3 separate regions of the Mus musculus genome follow, and regions 1 and 3 are each linked to region 2. A link is a contact called in public HiChIP or PLAC-seq and promoter capture Hi-C data. All regions are on one chromosome and are shown on one strand. The core of a region is the stretch at or near the end of the contact, and the rest is flanking DNA. Distances in the headings are between cores, read along the strand shown.

Region 1 (2,700 bases), core at 122-2,621, 540 kb after region 2:
GACGCTGCAACAGGATCCTTCTGCACACGTTTATTGGGAGAGCTTGATTGTAGAGGCGAAAAGACCCTGAGCCCAGAACTGGTGCTGCTTACATAGGCCTAGGAGAGGTGTGTCTCACATCTGATTGGTTAACTTGTCTTGGCAAAAGAACCTTCACTGCCTATGTATGTGTAGTGGCCAGCAGTAGCCAACTGCCACTCTGCAACTGCCACTCTGCAACTGCCACTCTGCAACGGCTTCCCACACTTAACCACTGAACCATCTCTCCAGCCCCCAAGTCAAGGGTTTTAACTAGAGCGAGTAAGGGAGTAAAAGTTTGTATGCTCTTTGGGAAGAGAGCAATCCGTACAGAGTAGGAATGGCTGTGTCGGGGACAGAAGTGGGTTTAGATTTATCCTTTATCTGTTATCCTCTCCCTGTCCCTCCATTAAGGCGGGCACTAAAACAAAGTGGCACACTTTTCTTGGAAGCTCATTTCACCCAGTCTTGGGGCTTAAGTGCCCTCAAAGCTGAAAAGTTCACTTGGTGAAGGGGTAGCAGGCACTCCATGCATACTCTTATCTAGAGATACCCTGAAGCCAGTTGAAGCTGAGCCAACTAGTAGACCACTACCATCTATTGCTGTTCTTTACATCCTGTTTTGGGGACCTTGAGATGACCCATCTGGAAGGACCACTATTGTCCTTTGTGTCCTGTTTTAGGGTGCCTGGGTGGTCATTCCCTCCCAGAGCTAACCTCTTGCCTAACTGTAGGGCAGGTTCCAAGGAGCCGACTATAGACTAGGACTTACAAAGCAGAAAGAGCGGGGCGGGGCTTTCGTGAAGACGCAAGAATACCACGTGTGAAAACAAAGGGGAGTGCAACCCCGGAGTGCAAATGCCTGTGCGTAGCTGCAAATTTCCAGGAGAGGTGCGAACTTGGGCCAAGAGGAACTTTGATTGCGCAGATTTCTTCTCTGCTTAGAGTCAGCTTTTGGCTCTCGAGGGCTCATTTGCCACTCAATTCTCAGCTGAAAAAGACTGATACATTCACCCAGCTTTCATTTTTTATAGATAAATACACGCGAGCTTTAGAGAATTGGCACTATCTGTCTCAGGTGAAAGCTTTGGGCAGTACTAGAAGACAGACAGCTAGTCCTGGGTCGTCCTCTGCCTCTGATCCGGAGGCATTACTTACGGCTATCAAACCCTCTGTTCGCTCAGGTACAAACCACCCCCCCCCCCGTCTCTGGGTAAACTACATTTCCCGCAATGCATCGGGTGGAACTTCCCTCCCAACGCCCATCTGGACGCAGTTTTCACCAATAGTGGAGCAGAATTTCAGGAACTGTTGTGGACAGCCAATGAGAGTGGCCATGGGCGGGCCTCTCCCGTCCATTGTTCTCTGTGCCCCTTGGGCTTGAGCTGAGGTGAATCCAGAGGGGCCGGGCCGGGCCGGGCCAGACCGTGGGGTGCTTTTGCGCTCAGAGAGATAGCGGGAACAGGACCTGGTCCCTGGAGAGGCGAGCGGGAGAGGCAGGTCAGGAGCCGCGCGCCCCGCGGGGAACAGCCAGAGAGACAGCGAGTAACGGGCCTGGAGCCAGCTCAGGGCAGTTTGGGGGAGGGGCGTCGGTGTCCGCGCCCGACGGGCTGGACGCGCAGCTCTGCGTCCTGGTTCTTCGGAGCCCTCGAGGCTCCGCTCACACCAGAGCGCTGGGTACGCGCAGCCTAGGAACGCAGGCTTTACACTGGGAAGGGATGCTCGACGACATCCCACCGAGCCGCCTCCTTGACCAGGTGGGGAAACTGAGGTTCTGAGGGGGCGTGTCGGAGCCAGGCTTAGCTAATAAGCTGTCTAGGTTCAGTGTTCCCGGGATGTCCAGGAAGAATTACGATGTATTTGTGTTTCACGTAGTCATTTTGGACAAATTGACATTGGGAGCTTCAGTTTTCTTTCTGTTGTTGCTGTTCTGTTTTAACTTTTGCTATTTTCATGGGGGAGGGCATGTTATCTGATTCTATGGTGTAATGATTTTTTAAAAATAAATATTCATTGCTTTCATAATACTTAAATAGTTTTTAATTCCACTGCTTTGAATATTTTGTAGAGCTACTACTCAGATCTAGGTGTGTGTCCCCCACACCCCCACCCCCCGCAATGATCCCCATGTGTGTTCATTTAAAAAGGAATTGGGCAGGCAGTAATCTCAGCACTCAGGAAGCAGGACAGGCAGGTCAGGAGTTCGAGGCCAGCGTGGGCTACATAATGAGATCTTGCTTCAGAAGCAAAAAAATAAACAGAAATGTCTGTACTGAACATGTAGGAGCGTTCTCGTTATTATTCCCAAACAGTACAGCATACCAACTGTTTACATATTATTTACACTTAAGTATATGTTGTCTAGAGATGATTGAAGGTATTTGGTACACCATTTTATATAGGGGCCTTGAGGAGTCCTGGATTCTGGGATCTGGGAGATTATCTGAGGGCAACCTCCTTTGAAATATAGCACTAATGACTTGTAGTGAAGCTGGGGGCACCTTGACATGCGATCCATTAGTAATCACTATGATGTTCCATATGATAAGGATGAGTGTTATCTATTCATTAAGTGGTCACTGAGGTTGAATGACTAACCTCTTTGTTAGGTCACAGTCTCTGAAGGGAGTCTGAACTGACTTAGGGTAGGATATGTCAGTTCTGTTTCTCTCAGCCCAGATC
Region 2 (2,700 bases), core at 30-2,529:
ATAATCAATCTTAGCATTAGAAAGTTCCTTAGGAACAGCACAAACATGAGAAAGTTTCTTTATAATGGCAGGCTGTCCAGGTAACGGTTACCTAGGCCTTAACCTTCCATCTAGGCCTTAACAGTGGTCTCTTTCTTTGCAACCCAGAACTTATTTCTATTACCACAAGGGAACTGTGAGGCATGTACGTGGGAGATCAGATACAACACTAGGATCTGAGGCCCACAGCTCCAGTCTCTTAGCCTTGAGAACTTTAACCCCGAGTCTCCATTCAAATTGACTCCATTTTTCTCTAGACTCCCAATCACACAGCAAGTGTGGAGCTGAGCCGTGTCCTATGGATTTATAAGCCTCGTCCCAACAAGAAGAATAAACACCTGGGACCTAGGTGGGCGTGCCTGTGCACCTGGATCCTATTGCACAACTTCAGTTTTACAAGGCGAGTGGGGACAGCACTGCTTGTATCTACCTAGCAGAACTGTTTGCAATAAATACAAATCAAAATTTAAGTGTAAACAGTCCTAGCTTAGTTTACACAGTAGAATTTAACGACGAAAATGACCATTGGCTCTTACCGGGTTTCAGAGGCATTTGGACAATTTCCACTGGACCTTACTCGGTCGTTTATTCAAGAAGTCTTTGCTGCGCCTTTCCTTTGACTTAATGTGATGACTATGGGTCCCAGGGAGCTCAGGCTGAAATTGGGAGACAGTCGCGCGGTTCAAAATGCAACGCCACTTCACTCGAATGGATCAGAATTTTACAGACACTCTCGAGCCTCTTAAGTCAGATCTGAGACTACAGCTCCTGGATCCCCAACCAAAGGAATCTTTCATCTTCCCATTAGCCTGTACCCTCAACTCATCAGGAAAGCCCTTTAAGCAGGAAACCTTGAAAGTGAGCAGCGCATAGTAATGTATGGCTCGGGGAACAGATGGCCGGCGGAGTAAAGCACTTTTTAAGGGCCTCCGCGCCAAGCAACGCGGTCATTCGGTGCGCCAGCTTTTCGGAGCCAATCGCAGGCACGAGCGGTGACGTCACCACTGGGGCGCGCCTGACCGGCACACATGCGCCGGGTTACCTGCCACCAGGCAGTAGGCTGAAGTCTCCTGTGCGCGCCAACAGCAGTGGACGCGGTTGGAACCACTGAATGAATGGATACTCTTGACGATCCGAGGGAAACGGCGGGCGAAGACCAAGCCCTGACACCCTCCATTCCCTTTGAACAAGGAAGGAGGTCGTTCACTACTGAACAAGCGCAGGACTGAGGGCCAAACAGGAAGCTGTAGTACTAGTGCCTTCACTGATTGGCCCAGGCTCTGTCACTTACTTGTACTGAGCCAATGAGTGCCAAGCCTGGACTCCAGCCTCTAAGAAACCGGTGTTCCTAGCCATATAGGGAATCTATTTGAGTCCTGTTTCTCCTTCAACCTGGCAGAGTTACAGAAAAATGTATTTTCCCCGAGGGAAGCGCACACTGACCCCAAATTCCAAACACAGACTGGGTAGAGATCACAGAAAACTCACAATATCATGACAAATGTATCCAAGGACCAGCATAAAAAAACGACACTGAAAAAAAAAAAAAAAAAAAAAGCTGGGCAGTGGTGGCGCACGCCTTTAATCCCAGCATTCGGGAGGCACAGGCAGGCGGATTTCTGAGTTCGAGGCCAGCCTGGTCTACAAAGTGAGCTCCAGGACAGCCAGGGCTATACAGAGAAACCCTGTCTCGAAAAAAAACCAAAAAAAAAAAAAAAAAGAAAGAAAGAAAAAGAAAAAACCAACCAAACAAACAAACAAAAAAAAAAAAAAAAAAAAAGACACTGAAATTTGATCAGCTTCCTAAGCTTTAGGCTAACTCACCAGGATTTAGAAAGAAACCAGCGTGGGTGTTGGCACTTGTAATTCCTACAACTCTTAACGGTTGAGAAAGGATTATCAGTTTGAAGCCAGCCTGTCCTACCCATATTAAGGCCTTGTCTACAAAGGTTCTCCATGGGCCCACTGGCTTCCTTCTGTTACAGCAACAGCGCTCTACAGCACACTTTGCTGATGTCCAGCTGTTGCTCCTGAGTGTCCCACCCTCAGCAGCCCCGCCTACAACAACAAACAGATGCTTTAGTTCCACAGAATTTATTAGCGGGGTGAGCCTGCTGGCAGGCTCTGATGATGCTCCCAGCATGTGAGGATGCTGTTGTGTCCTTCCTTCTTGATGCCCATAATCCTCAGGCTTGAATGGGATGTACGTCCCCCAGCCTCAGCTCTCTACAGTACAGACAGGGCCCTCCTGAGTGCTGGCAGGGCAGGGCTGTATGCTGTGTGTCCTGAGAACACCAAAGTGCAACTGTGGCAGCTGTGGAGGCGAGGCAAGTATCGAGCATCCCAGTGCTGACTCAGAGCTGTGAAGGGTGACAGATGCGTGAGCTGTGGGCCCCGGGCCGATCGTCACTCTCCGTCCTGGTTGGGTTGGATGAGTCTATATTCCACTGCTTTCTCCAGGCAGGCTGCGGCAGCCCTGGTGACTGGGCTCTCCTCGCCCTTGGCCAACACTGACAGGATCTCCAGGACCTCACTCTCCATCAGGGTGCCGGCGATCTCCTTCGAAGACTGCATCATGTTCAGCACCACCACGGTGCCCCGGTGCTGCAGCTCCTGGTTGGGGCTGAGGAGCAGGGCCTGCAAGATCTCCAGCCAGTGTGT
Region 3 (2,700 bases), core at 60-2,559, 510 kb before region 2:
TTAGATTACTTTACCCTTCTGCTCAAAAGTCAAAGAGGCTCCCCGTGGCCTTGAGAGTAAAACCAACTCAGCCTGGTTCCAGACGTGCCTGGCCCTCCCACCTCCAGGCCTTTCCCTTCTGGAAATGTTCTCTGTGTCCCCTCTCCCTAATGAAACAATGCTCTTGGTTCAAGACCCAGCTGGACCTGCTCAGCCTCGGTGGCTAAGGCCTGACTGCGCCAAAAGCTCATTTAACCCTTAGCTTTCTGTCCTGGAGATGATGCAGGGTATGGGTGCCTTGTTTCAGTTGCAGTTGATGCTCAGGAGAGCCTGTCCTTGGCTTTTATTACCTCAGCTGTTTCTCACAGAAGTTCTGGGAGCAGATGCCATACTTAGCTGTTTTGCTAATCAGGACAAGCTCAGGCAGGTTAAGGGCCCTGCATATAATAAGCAAATGTGTGCCCATAAACACTTTGAAATGTTAGTGCCTGGGTTTGATTTGTTTTAGTTTTTTGAGACAGGGTTTCATGTAGCCCAGGCTGGCCTCAAACTTTCTATGGACTTGAACTCCTCATCCTCTGGCCTCTACCTCCCAAGGGCTTGGACTATAGCCATGAGTGGTCACCGGTGGCAGTACTGGGTTTATTTGTTTGATTGATTTTCTTTTCTGGAACAAGTTCTTGATGGGTACAGGTTGACCTCACCTCCCTCCAATTCTCCTGCCTCAGTCTCCCAAGTGCTAAATTACGGGTATATGGACCACACCTGTATCAGTCCCTTCTTTATAAAGTGTAGGCACAATGAAAGCCCATAGCAAGCAATTTCAGGATTAATCCAGGGAGGGCTGGAAGTCATTCTGTGCAGCAATTCCTACTGAGATGAGCTCAAAGAAATTAGGTGGCTTCAAGGTGACACAAAGCTTCAAGTTGGCTTTGGCATCCACCTCCTTCCATTTCCACTTCCCAGCCTGGAACCCTCCAGGCTGCTGGGTTCCATTTTTAGTGGGTACAGATACTGTGGTCAGTGAGAGTTTCTAAGTGTATACAGCAAATTGGCTAATGGGGGAACCTGAGGAAGCCCCACTGTGCTGGTCGGAACCAGCACAGGCATAGCCCATTAAAGGCTAATGATGAAGGGTGGCCACTCTGTAAGTGAACCAGAGGCACGGGATAGACATCCAGGTACCCAGCAGCCATCTACCGTGGTGGTGGGTTCGGGTGTATTCACCCTGCAGTAGCAGGGCGGAGTGAAGGTGGGGGCTCGGTGAGAAGCTTAGCAACTCCATCCAGATGCGAATTGTCTCTCCCACACTTCCCGGCAGCAGGGGCCTCCATTAGAGCCTTCGAGGGGTCAGAATCCACACCTCTGCAAATGGGCCCGCTTTCCCAGGGCCCCCCTGCCCAGACCTTCCCTGGGCTCTGTGGGTTTTGACACCTCTCTGCAACCTGGCAGGGGACCACCTCACACCTTTAGTCCAGATAAAAGCTAGGACCTGGAGGTGACCGGTCCAGCTTCCCAGAGTCACACCAGCCATGGCCCAGTCGCCTCCTCCTCAGAGCCTCCAGGGTCTCGACCACTGGGTCTTCTCCCAGGGCTGGGGCTGGGCTCAGCAATCGGACTCCACGTCTCCGGCCTCGTCCTCAGATTCGTCCGGTTCCTGCCCTTGCTACGCCACCCGTCGGCCCTCGCAGCCCGCCGGCCCGGCCCGTAGCACGCGCACTACCCAGGCGACGGCGCCCCGACGAACGCGCCCAGCGCCCGCAGGCGGACAGCGGCAGAGCGCCAGCGAGCGCGAGAAGCTGCGCATGCGCACACTCGCCCGCGCGCTGCAAGAACTGCGCCGCTTCCTGCCGCCGTCGGTGGCACCTGCAGGCCAGAGCCTGACCAAGATCGAGACGCTGCGCCTGGCCATCCGCTACATCGGCCACCTGTCAGCCCTGCTGGGCCTCAGCGAGGACAGTCTGCGGCGCAGGCGCCGACGGAGTGCGGACGCGGCGTTCTCTCACCGATGCCCTCAATGCCCCGACGGTGGCAGCCCCTCACAGGCTCAGATGCTTGGTCCTAGCCTGGGATCAGCCATGAGTAGTGGGGTGTCCTGGGGGTGCCCGCCTGCTTGTCCTGGACCTCTGATCTCACCTGAAAACCTTGGGAACAGGATCTCCAACGTGGATCCCTGGGTGACACCTCCTTATTGTCCCCAAATACAGTCACCCTTACACCAGTCCCTAGAAAGAGCCGCTGACTCCTCTCCCTGGGCACCACCTCAAGCATGTCCTGGCATGCAGATGTCCCCAGAGCCTAGGAACAAGACTGGACACTGGACACAATCCACTGAACCTGCAGAGCTGACTAAAGTGTATCAGGTAGGTCCTAGGACCCCTGCCATTTTCATGGCTTCATTTGGAACTAAAGTGGACGGTCTCTCGTTTGTACAGGGTCTCCTACTCATCAGGTCCCAGGTTATCCAATGAAGGGATAGATGGAAATAGCCTTATTTACACCTGTAGGAGAAGAGATGAGGCCCCGGGAAGTTATAGCCACTGCCATAATTGCCACCTTTGCTGTGCAACAGTCACCACAGCTTGGTGAAGAGAGGATGGCCCTCGGATTTACACAGAGGCCAGGGTGGAAGGCGAGGGCCTTCACTAGCTGGAAATTCTAAGTTCAGTACATGAGTGAGGCCCAGGGGTATTGGCAGCACCTCCTAAATAGATCCTTCTG

Evidence for each region. HiChIP or PLAC-seq counts read pairs in DNA pulled down with a chosen protein or histone mark. Capture Hi-C pulls out chosen DNA fragments and counts their contacts.
Region 1: a contact with region 2 is called in a promoter capture Hi-C map of adipose tissue. The contact joins the promoter of Zscan2 here to the promoter of Rccd1 in region 2. A contact is called at or near these places in 10 of 39 promoter capture datasets (the C10 cell line, cranial neural crest, hematopoietic stem and progenitor cells and 5 more), 2 of 115 datasets of contacts at active chromatin or transcription factors (large pre-B cells and memory CD8 T cells) and 2 of 9 other capture datasets (adipose tissue and liver).
Region 3: an H3K4me3 HiChIP or PLAC-seq map of bone marrow-derived macrophages shows a contact between it and region 2, with 6 times the contacts expected there. The contact joins the promoter of Mesp2 here to the promoter of Rccd1 in region 2. A contact is called at or near these places in 3 of 39 promoter capture datasets (hippocampal neurons, liver and pre-B cells) and 1 of 115 datasets of contacts at active chromatin or transcription factors (bone marrow-derived macrophages).

What each region holds. Positions count from the first base shown.
Region 1 is chr7:80,859,560-80,862,259 of GRCm38.p6, forward strand. Zscan2 (zinc finger and SCAN domain containing 2) reads left to right here and starts at 1,372. Exons shown (of 3, transcript NM_001382511.1): 1 at 1,372-1,518.
Region 2 is chr7:80,323,175-80,325,874 of GRCm38.p6, forward strand. Rccd1 (RCC1 domain containing 1) reads right to left here and starts at 1,280. Exons shown (of 9, transcript NM_173445.4): 1 at 576-1,280. It overlaps Unc45a (unc-45 myosin chaperone A), which reads right to left. Exons shown (of 20, transcript NM_133952.2): 20 at 2,118-2,700. The coding sequence ends at 2,446.
Region 3 is chr7:79,809,418-79,812,117 of GRCm38.p6, forward strand. It overlaps Mesp2 (mesoderm posterior 2), which reads left to right and starts at 1,310. Exons shown (of 2, transcript NM_008589.2): 1 at 1,310-2,342. The coding sequence starts at 1,512.